Regions from separate parts of the Danio rerio genome. Here region 1 is linked to region 2. Evidence: chromatin contacts called from public Hi-C data. All regions are on one chromosome and are shown on one strand. Each heading gives the region's core, a stretch centred on a gene start, on an enhancer-like site or on the middle of the called end of the contact. The rest is flanking DNA. Distances are from core to core; before and after follow the strand shown.

Region 1 (4,502 bases), core at 22-2,521, 42 kb after region 2:
TATATCATGTAGTATATGGAATGGTAATTTTGAATTGACAACAGTAACAGTAAAATATAAAAAAAAATTTAATAAAAAAAAAAAATTGGTAGCACAATAAAACAACAATCATATTTTTATTTGTATGTATTTATACATCTACACAAAATATGAAATCTAACAATTATCAGTATATATATATATATATATATATATATATATATATATATATATATATATATATATATATATATATATATATGTATGTATATGTAATTTTAAATTTTTTTTAAAAATGTGTTAAATCTTCAAAAAAATATATATTTTTAAATACAATGATCATGTATTAAATATAAAGTATTATAATATTAAAATGAATAAACATACATGTAAAATACATTTATACACGCATACACTACCAGTCAAAAATTTGGGGTCAGTTATTTTTTTCACGTTATTTTTTTTTTTTAAGAAAATTATTCTGTTCATCAAGGCGGCATTTATTACATGTAAAAAAGTTAAGTTTATTAAAATATTTATTTAAATAACTTCTTTCTTATTGTATGGATTTTCAAATGAAATTATTATTACAGTCATTACTGCTTTTATTACTATAGTAATAATAATAATTTTAATAATAATAATTCATATTAGAGTGATTTCTGAAGGATCCTGTGACTGAAGACTGGAGTAAAATCACTGTAATAAATTATCATTTAAATTATAAACTACTTTTGAACAACCATTTTAAAAGTGCAGTAACATTTCACAATTTTACAATTTGTTCTGTATTTTTTATTAAATAAATGCAGCTATGGTAAGCAAGATAAGCTTATTTTAAAACATAAATGTCTTGTCTAATACCCTAATTAAGCCTTTAAATGTCACTTTAAGTTGAATACTAATGTCTTGAAAAATATCCAGTCTGTTATCATATTCATGTATGTATATTTATCAAGATACATATACATACACACACACTGTATTATAACTTATATTAATATCTATAAGAGGGCTTTTGTGCTAAAGAGGAACATGTACATATCTTCAGAGAAATGTGAGACTGATCAGGACTCTGAAGTGTCCCGTTCTCCATTTATTCCCTTCATTTTCTCAGGATTGCTGGGAATCGGAGGTGATTTAAGACTGATGGGAACATGCAGGGCGACGTGGGTAATTGCTGAACTATGCTGAACCTAGAGTTCCTCCGTGATGATTTATGGACAGGAATGTCATTGATGTGCACCTAAACTCACAGAGTGAAAATACGAGTGTGACGCTCCGCTTATGAAAAACATCTGGACATTCCCATCTCTGGAGCTCCATGTGTCATCCATGAGTGCTTTATATGAGCGCCAGTCGCCTAGGAAAGCCTGAATAAACAGAATAAATAGTGGCTTTCCCCAACTCCCATCGAGTTTCCAGTCTCGCTTCTGGAAGATACAGCGATGCGTGCTTTCTCTGGTGTTAGTTTTCCTCCTAAAATGGACATATTACAAGCCTTTTAACAACATGTAATGCAAGTCTCTGTCGTCTCAACTCAAAATACCACTCAGTTCATTCTTTAAAGGTGGTCAAATCTCCTCTACACTAAAAAAAAAGGATGAATTGGATGAAGATGAAGATGTTACAATATCTAGACTGAAGCAGGACGTTTCTGAAGGGTTAGCAGACACTTTTTTGAAGTTGTTATGGAGTAAATTTGATTGAAGCAACTGTCTATATACAGTTGGTGGTAGACAATATGGCAGAACAAGGGGTTTTGGAGCAGATCTGGAGTCAGTCAGACCGGATGCAGTGCGTATGGTTCTTGTTTTGAAGGGCCATCGGTGACCCAAGAGTGTTTTCATATGTTGACAATGGCATGTGTGTGTGTGATTTTGAAGAAGAGAAAACAGAGAGTTCATTCCAGAGATGCTTCATACAAGAGGAGCGTAAAAGATGGAGAGAAAAGGCAGAAGTTGAAGATATGTTAGGAATTTAGGAGGGCAGAAAGACTGATATTCTGAGCTGAGGAGTTGTATGAGACGATCACTCCATTATAGCGTCTCTGTTTGCTGTTGCATTTACAGAATGTTTCATATTATGTCAAGTTACACAGTTAAAATTATTTTTTTTTAATATTTCCCAAATGATGTTTAACAGATTCAGGAAATGTTTGCAGTATGTCTGATAATATATTTTCTTCTGGAGAAAGTCTTATTTGTTTTATTTCGGCTAGAATGAAAGCAGTTTTTAATTTTTTAAAAGCCATTTTAGGGACAAAATTATTAGCCCCTTTAAGCTATATTTGTTTTCGATAATCTACAGAACAAACCATCATTATACAGTAACCTGCCTAATTACCCTAACCTGCCTAGTTAAGCTAATTAACATAGTTAAGCATTTAAATGTCACTTTAAGCTGTATAGAAGTGTCTTGGAGAATATCTAGTCAAATATTATTTATTGTCATCATGGCAAAGATCAAATAAATCAGTTAATAGAGATAAATTATTAAGACTATTATGTTTAGAAATGTGTTGAAAAAACTCTGTTAAACAGAAATTGGGGAAAAATAAACAGGGGGGCTAATAATTTGGGGGGGGGGGGGGTGGGGGGGGCTAAGAATTCTGATATTTACTGTTTATTAAATAAAAATATAAAATGAAATTAAACCAAAAAACTAGTTATTTTGCAAGATACTTTGGTATTCAGGCTAAATGGCAAATTAAAGGCTTGACTATTAGGTTAATAGGGCAAGTTAATTAGGAAAGTTACTGGACAACAGTAGCCAATCGAAAATCTTAAAAGGGCTAATAATTGACCTGAGCAATTTTACATATTTCAAAATATTTTAGAATTCCAGACAAATTTAAATAATAAAAAGACTTTGCCCAGAAGAAAAAAAATCTAATAGAAAATGCTGTGAAATGTCTGTTAAACATCACTGGAAATTTTAATTTCATTTAATTTAATAATTGCCAATAATTTTGTTGACGCTGTAAATATACATATATTATTTGGTCACACTTTACAATTAGGTTCATTAGTTAATGTTAATTAATGCATTTACTAACATGAACAAACAATGAATAATACATTTACTACAGTATTTATTCATGGTATTAAACGTTAGTTAATGTAAATACAGTTGTTCATTGTTAGTTCATGTTAACTCATGGTGCATTAACTAATGTTTACAGGCACGGACTTAAATGTTAATAATGCATTAGTAAATGTTCAATTATGATTAATAAATGCTGTACAAGTGTTGTTCATGATTAGTTCATTTTTGTAAATGCATTAACTAATGAACCTTATTGTAAAGTGTTACCAGTTTATTTTTTAATATAAAAAGCTACATTTGTTGTTTAAAGTAAGTTTTGTATGGTTTCTATCAACTTTAATAACACTGAAAGTATATAAATATAATTTTATATAAATAATATTTGTTTATAATAAAGATTACCACTACTCTATACTTTGAATTATCAATTTGAACAGATTTCTCTTGGCTAAGTTGGCATATGTCTGTTTTGGGCCAAAATGTTTAATATAAATAATTTTTGTCAATAATGATTTAAAAAAATAAAAAATCTATTTTGTCCTGATAATGATTTTGTATCTTTTTCTGACCGATTTCACAAAGGAAAAGAGTTTCTCACGTCCCCTAACAGCTTAACTCTTATTTCAGGTGGTGACACCAGTGCGAGTAGGGCAAACCTACGCTTTCAGCCCAGCTTCAGACTCGTCTCATGACCTCTACGATGTTCCTCCGGTTCGTCCACAAGGGGTGAGAGTCACTTTAGTAACTCCTGCATTCATACAGGTGTCATAAACACACGTGTATTTACACTGACACATCCGCACAGGTCTATGATATTCCTGCAAACAAGCAAACTGGACAGCAGAGCCTTTCCAGAGCTCAGGGCGTCTATGATACTCCTGCTTCAAGAGGACTCTACGACATCCCACCAGCATCACAAGGGGTATGAACTTATCAGCTATTAAAATTAACTTTGATGACATGATGATCAGCGAATGCCTCGTCACTGGACTCACATTGGTCGTGCTGCAGATTGATTTTCAAATGGATCTTTAATTCAATTTTGATATAAAACTTTGAAAAACAATTAGTAAAATTTACCATTGACCACAGAATTAATAATAACAATAAAAATAATAATAAATAATTAGCAATAATAATAATAATAGTGGTGGTATTTCATTTAATAATATTAAGAATAAGAATATTACATTTTTAATTCATATGAAATATTTTTGTAAATTGTGTAGTTTTGATTACATTATTTAATACTTAAAAAAATTATGCAACTATTTTTTTAATTATTCAATATTTTATTATAATATTATTTTAAATTTAATTTAATTTAATTAATATTATCATTAATTAATATTATTATTAATATAATAATAATAGTATATATAATTAATTAAATTTATTTAAATTTAATTAATTATATATTTTAATTCAAATATTGATCACATTTTCATTCAAATTTCATTCTAATGCACGATTTA
Region 2 (4,428 bases), core at 378-2,877:
AACTCAACGTGGCACATCAAGCTTTGTTTTGTTCTTTAGCTAAAAAACTCACAGAAAATATGCACAGTCAGAAACTATATTTAGAAAAAATAAGATCGTACAATGGTGTCATATGAGCACACAAACAACCTACACTGTTCCGAACAGGAAACCACAACAGATGATATTCATTCTTCAACACTTAATTTGTTTGTCGAATGGCAAGTCAAACCTAGAAGCAGCAACAACTAAACAAAATCCTTTTAAATGGGAAGTTAAACAATCCAGTGGAAACAGAGAGGTAAATCTTGGAGCACCGCTTGTTTTAAGACTGTGATTGCATTTGAGAAGGATTGGAGGAAAACATAAACCAGCAACATTCTTGCATCAATCCCAACCAACCACATTTAAACTTTCGTCTCGAGGCTTATGTAAGACTAGTCCCTTATTCTAGTGCATGTGGTAATGGTGGTAACAGTTGCCACTCTCGAAAATGCCAGCCTACAGTGATGCAGATATAAGAGGCTTAAAAACATGTTTGACAAATAAACTAGTTGAAGCTGTTTGACATCAAGGACTAAAAGAGATTGATCAAAATCCCACATTAAGGTACCCACAGGCTACAAACTTACATCCAAAGTTGAGACAAAGCTATTTCTCAAGACTGTCATGTATAATCCAAATCAAAGCAATCAACCGAGTTCTAAAACCTATGAAAAACCTGGAAATACCCTGACAAAAACTAGTAAATAATCTTTAAGTAAAGCTATCACAGTGGATTATTATAATTTTTTTAATATAGTAATTTATTTTTGGAACATAGATGCGCAATTTTAAGTGAAATAACATTGTAATTACTGCTGAAAAACTATGAAAAATGCTAGATGCCCCCGTGCATGATGGGAACAGCAGTCGCAAAATATCAGAAAGCTGAGTAGGTTTTACTTAATTTATTAAGTAACAAGTAAAGTTACAAAAAAGTTCAGTTACAAGTAAAATACAATCATATTTATTAAAGATTAAAGTTTAAATATAGGCTACAAGTTTGGTACTAATATATAATGTATTTATGCTCACTTCAGACAGTGAAATTAGCAGAATGATCATGAAATATCATGAAAAAAAGATAAAAACATGACAGAAAGTTATGGGAATTAATTATTACAACTATATTTATTTTCATTCATGCTCCTTTCTGAAATAGTACGTTTACGATTAAAGGAATTTTGAAAAACATATCAAGGAGCTGAATAAGAGTCATAACATGTAGTGTTAATAAAAAATGGTTTACAAACTAATAATCTCTAGTTATCGTTCATTGTGTGCCCGGTATGCACTTTATATAGAGCAGTGAGCTAATAGCCTACTATAGATCGTGACTAATACACAACTGCGTTACGTTACCTCCTAGGACATGTCGACGCCGCCTTTTATGGCGTATTAATAAAAGTTTACTCTCCAAATTCCGCAACGTCTGGTCCTCGGACTGAAGTGACGTAACGAGAAGCGCGTCCCCGCAACCGCTGACCAATGAGCGTTGCTTTATGCAAATGAGCTCTCGCAGGTTCGGAGTACTGTGTTTTTGCGCGCTCCCTCCCGCTCACAGTTACTACAGACCTTCTAAACCTGAACACACGCACCGTTATCATTCACTCCGACCCCAAGAGACGCAGCAAACATGAGCAAAACGCGCGTCTAGCCTCGTTTGAACGATAAAAGAAGAGTTTATTCTGACCTGAACTCGGATTTTGCTTCTCACTGGAGTTATTAAAGAGCGGAGGACGCGCAAGATGAAGTACAAAGTAAGTGGCTCTTCATTCATGAGCGCTATTTCCGTAAACTATACTTCAAACTCATCTGCTAACTAGTGTTATATAGGTAGAAATTACATGTACGTCATTCTACCAGGGTTTAGTGTGACTTTTAAAAGAAAGAGCATCTGTTATTGAACTGTAACGTTAGCAGACGAGGATCTGTTATTGAATCTGTTGTGATGGATGGATAGATAGATAGATAGATAGATAGATAGATAGATAGATAGATAGATAGATAGATAGATAGATAGATAGATAGATAGATAGATAGATAGATAGATAGATAGATATATAAATAGATAGATAGATAGATATATAAATAGATAGATAGATAGATAGATAGATAGATAGATAGATAGATAGATAGATAGATATATAAATAGATAGATAGATAGATATATAAATAGATAGATAGATAGATAGATAGATAGATAGATAGATAGATAGATAGATAGATAGATAGATAGATAGATAGATAGATAGATATGTAGAAATTACATGTACATCATTTAATGAGGGTTTTGTGTGACTTTTTAAAATGAAAGAGCATCTGATATTGAATCTGTTGTGATAGATAGATAGATAGATAGATAGATAGATAGATAGATAGATAGATAGATAGATAGATAGATAGATAGATAGATAGATAGATTAGCAGTATTAGTAGTAGATTACTAGTATGTCAAATATGTAGAAATTACATGTACATCATTTTACGAGGGTTTTGTGTGACTATATAAATGAAGGAGCATCTGTTTTTTAACTCTTGAGATAGATAGATAGATAGATAGATAGATAGATAGATAGATAGATAGATAGATAGATAGATAGATACCATGTACATCATTCTAACAGGGTTTTGTGTAACTAAAACGAAAGAGCACCTTTTATTGAGAAAGATGAATAGCACACACAATATATAAAGGTGTATACACATTGAAGTATTAACGGACATGCTATTTATTATTAGGAAAGGCAGCAGAGAATGGGATGAAAGCATCTTGCCCTTTTAAAAGCAGTACTGTTTCACTAGTTAAATACTCCTTAACTTGGCAACCGGCTGGCTCCGGCTCTGAACAGCAGTAATTTGTGTGTGTAACCAACCATGCATTTATTGGATGACTGGTATGACCCAAAAGCAAAGTGCAGATCGCATCATTTATTACGACCGTGCCACAAAAGCACTCTTTGAGCTCTATTGTAGCGAGACTTGTAATAAATGATGTGATTTACACTGAGCATTTTCAACTCAGGTTACGCGGAGCCCACTTGACGATATATGGGGCCATTCATTAGCCCCGTCTCCAGCCCCTTTTCCAATTCGAGCCTCCCTGTGATTGTGTAATGTGACGTTTTAAAGCAAACAGCACGCATTTTGTTCAGGGTAACAGGGTTGCTGTTATACTGAGTGTTCCTGGTGGAGGCTGGAAATAAAACCACTCCGGGATTTTATGTACATGTTCGTGTTTGATTTGTGTAAAGTTTGCTCTTTACACTGCTGTGGTTGTGCCTCAGAGGGTTTGTTTTGGAAATGATGAATGGACTTATTAATGAATATTTTATACATGTTTACAGCATGTCTGTTATTGTCGACATTCATTAATAAAGCAATCATTCACTTAGAAATTAAATATATGTAAATTCAGTCATCATTTAGTCGTCCTTTGTGTTTCTTTTTCTATTCAACACAAAAGAAGATATTTTGGAAAATGTTGAAAACCTGTAACCATTTACCTTTATAGTATTTTTTTTCATTGAAAGTCAATGGTTACAGGTTTTCAGCTCTCTTCAGAATATCATCTTTAGTTCAAAGAAGAGAATAAAAGGTTTAAAACCACTCCATGGAGAGTAAGCAGTGTGTAAATGTTCATTTTTGAGGGAACTACCCCTTTTAAGCTGTTGTTATCATTCTTGAGTTGATAATATTTCCCTCCTATGAAGAACTCAAGAACTGAATCAGTCCTATAAATGGACTAATGCATTTAGATGATTCAATCACTTTTTTTTCATTAACACTTTCAAGACTTTTAGTAAATGATGGCGGTAACACTTTACAATTAGGTTGTCAATGTTAATGTATTTACTAACATCATCAAACAATGAACACCATATTCATTACAGTATTAGGGCTACACAATATTTTTTTATTCTGCAATATATATTGCAATGCGAATACAATTTCATCAGATGACTTGAATAACTATTTGGATAGAATTCATCATTTTAGATTGACTTGGATGATTCTGCAGGGCAGTGCATTTGCATAGAATATAAGAAACAAATCTACAAACGTACACTAAAAAAAAGATTTTTGCAAAATTGTTGCAAAATTATTTATATGGGTTGAATTTAATCAAACAAATTAAATTTTGTAGTTTTCAACTTAATCTGTGTTTAAATTTATGTTTACAAGCATGTATTTGGTTTTAATAATGCATTTAAAAATGTTGATCTATGATTAAGAGTGTTATACAAGAGCACTCAAAATTACTTTTGATGCTTATTTTTTTTGACTAATTTTTAAAAATTAAATAATGAATTAATTTTTACTTTTTATTATTAGTTTTTTGTATTTATTTAATTTATTTATTCAGTTTTATTTTACTTAATCATAAAATAAAAATATTTATTCAGG

What was found. A called contact is a pair of places that touch in the nucleus more often than the background predicts.
Region 1: a Hi-C map of an unstated tissue shows a contact between it and region 2, with 2.0 times the contacts expected there. The contact joins the enhancer-like site here to the promoter of nedd9 in region 2. A contact is called at or near these places in 3 of 18 Hi-C or Micro-C datasets (caudal fin, hematopoietic stem cells and an unstated tissue) and 1 of 4 datasets of contacts at active chromatin or transcription factors (caudal fin).

Annotation. Positions count from the first base shown.
Region 1 is chr19:4,111,635-4,116,136 of GRCz12tu, forward strand. It overlaps nedd9 (neural precursor cell expressed, developmentally down-regulated 9), which reads left to right. Exons shown (of 7, transcript NM_001077282.1): 3 at 3,655-3,753; 4 at 3,833-3,949. Among named protein-coding and RNA genes, the nearest start is that of smim13, 30 kb to the right of the region's middle. Within about 2 kb of position 1,272, at least 11 of the 62 cell types and tissues checked have an H3K27ac peak or open chromatin away from gene starts, as enhancers often do.
Region 2 is chr19:4,069,577-4,074,004 of GRCz12tu, forward strand. It overlaps nedd9 (neural precursor cell expressed, developmentally down-regulated 9), which reads left to right and starts at 1,628. Exons shown (of 7, transcript NM_001077282.1): 1 at 1,628-1,781. The coding sequence starts at 1,770. It overlaps LOC137488460 (a long non-coding RNA gene), which reads right to left and starts at 1,497. Exons shown (of 3, transcript XR_011007497.2): 1 at 1,384-1,497.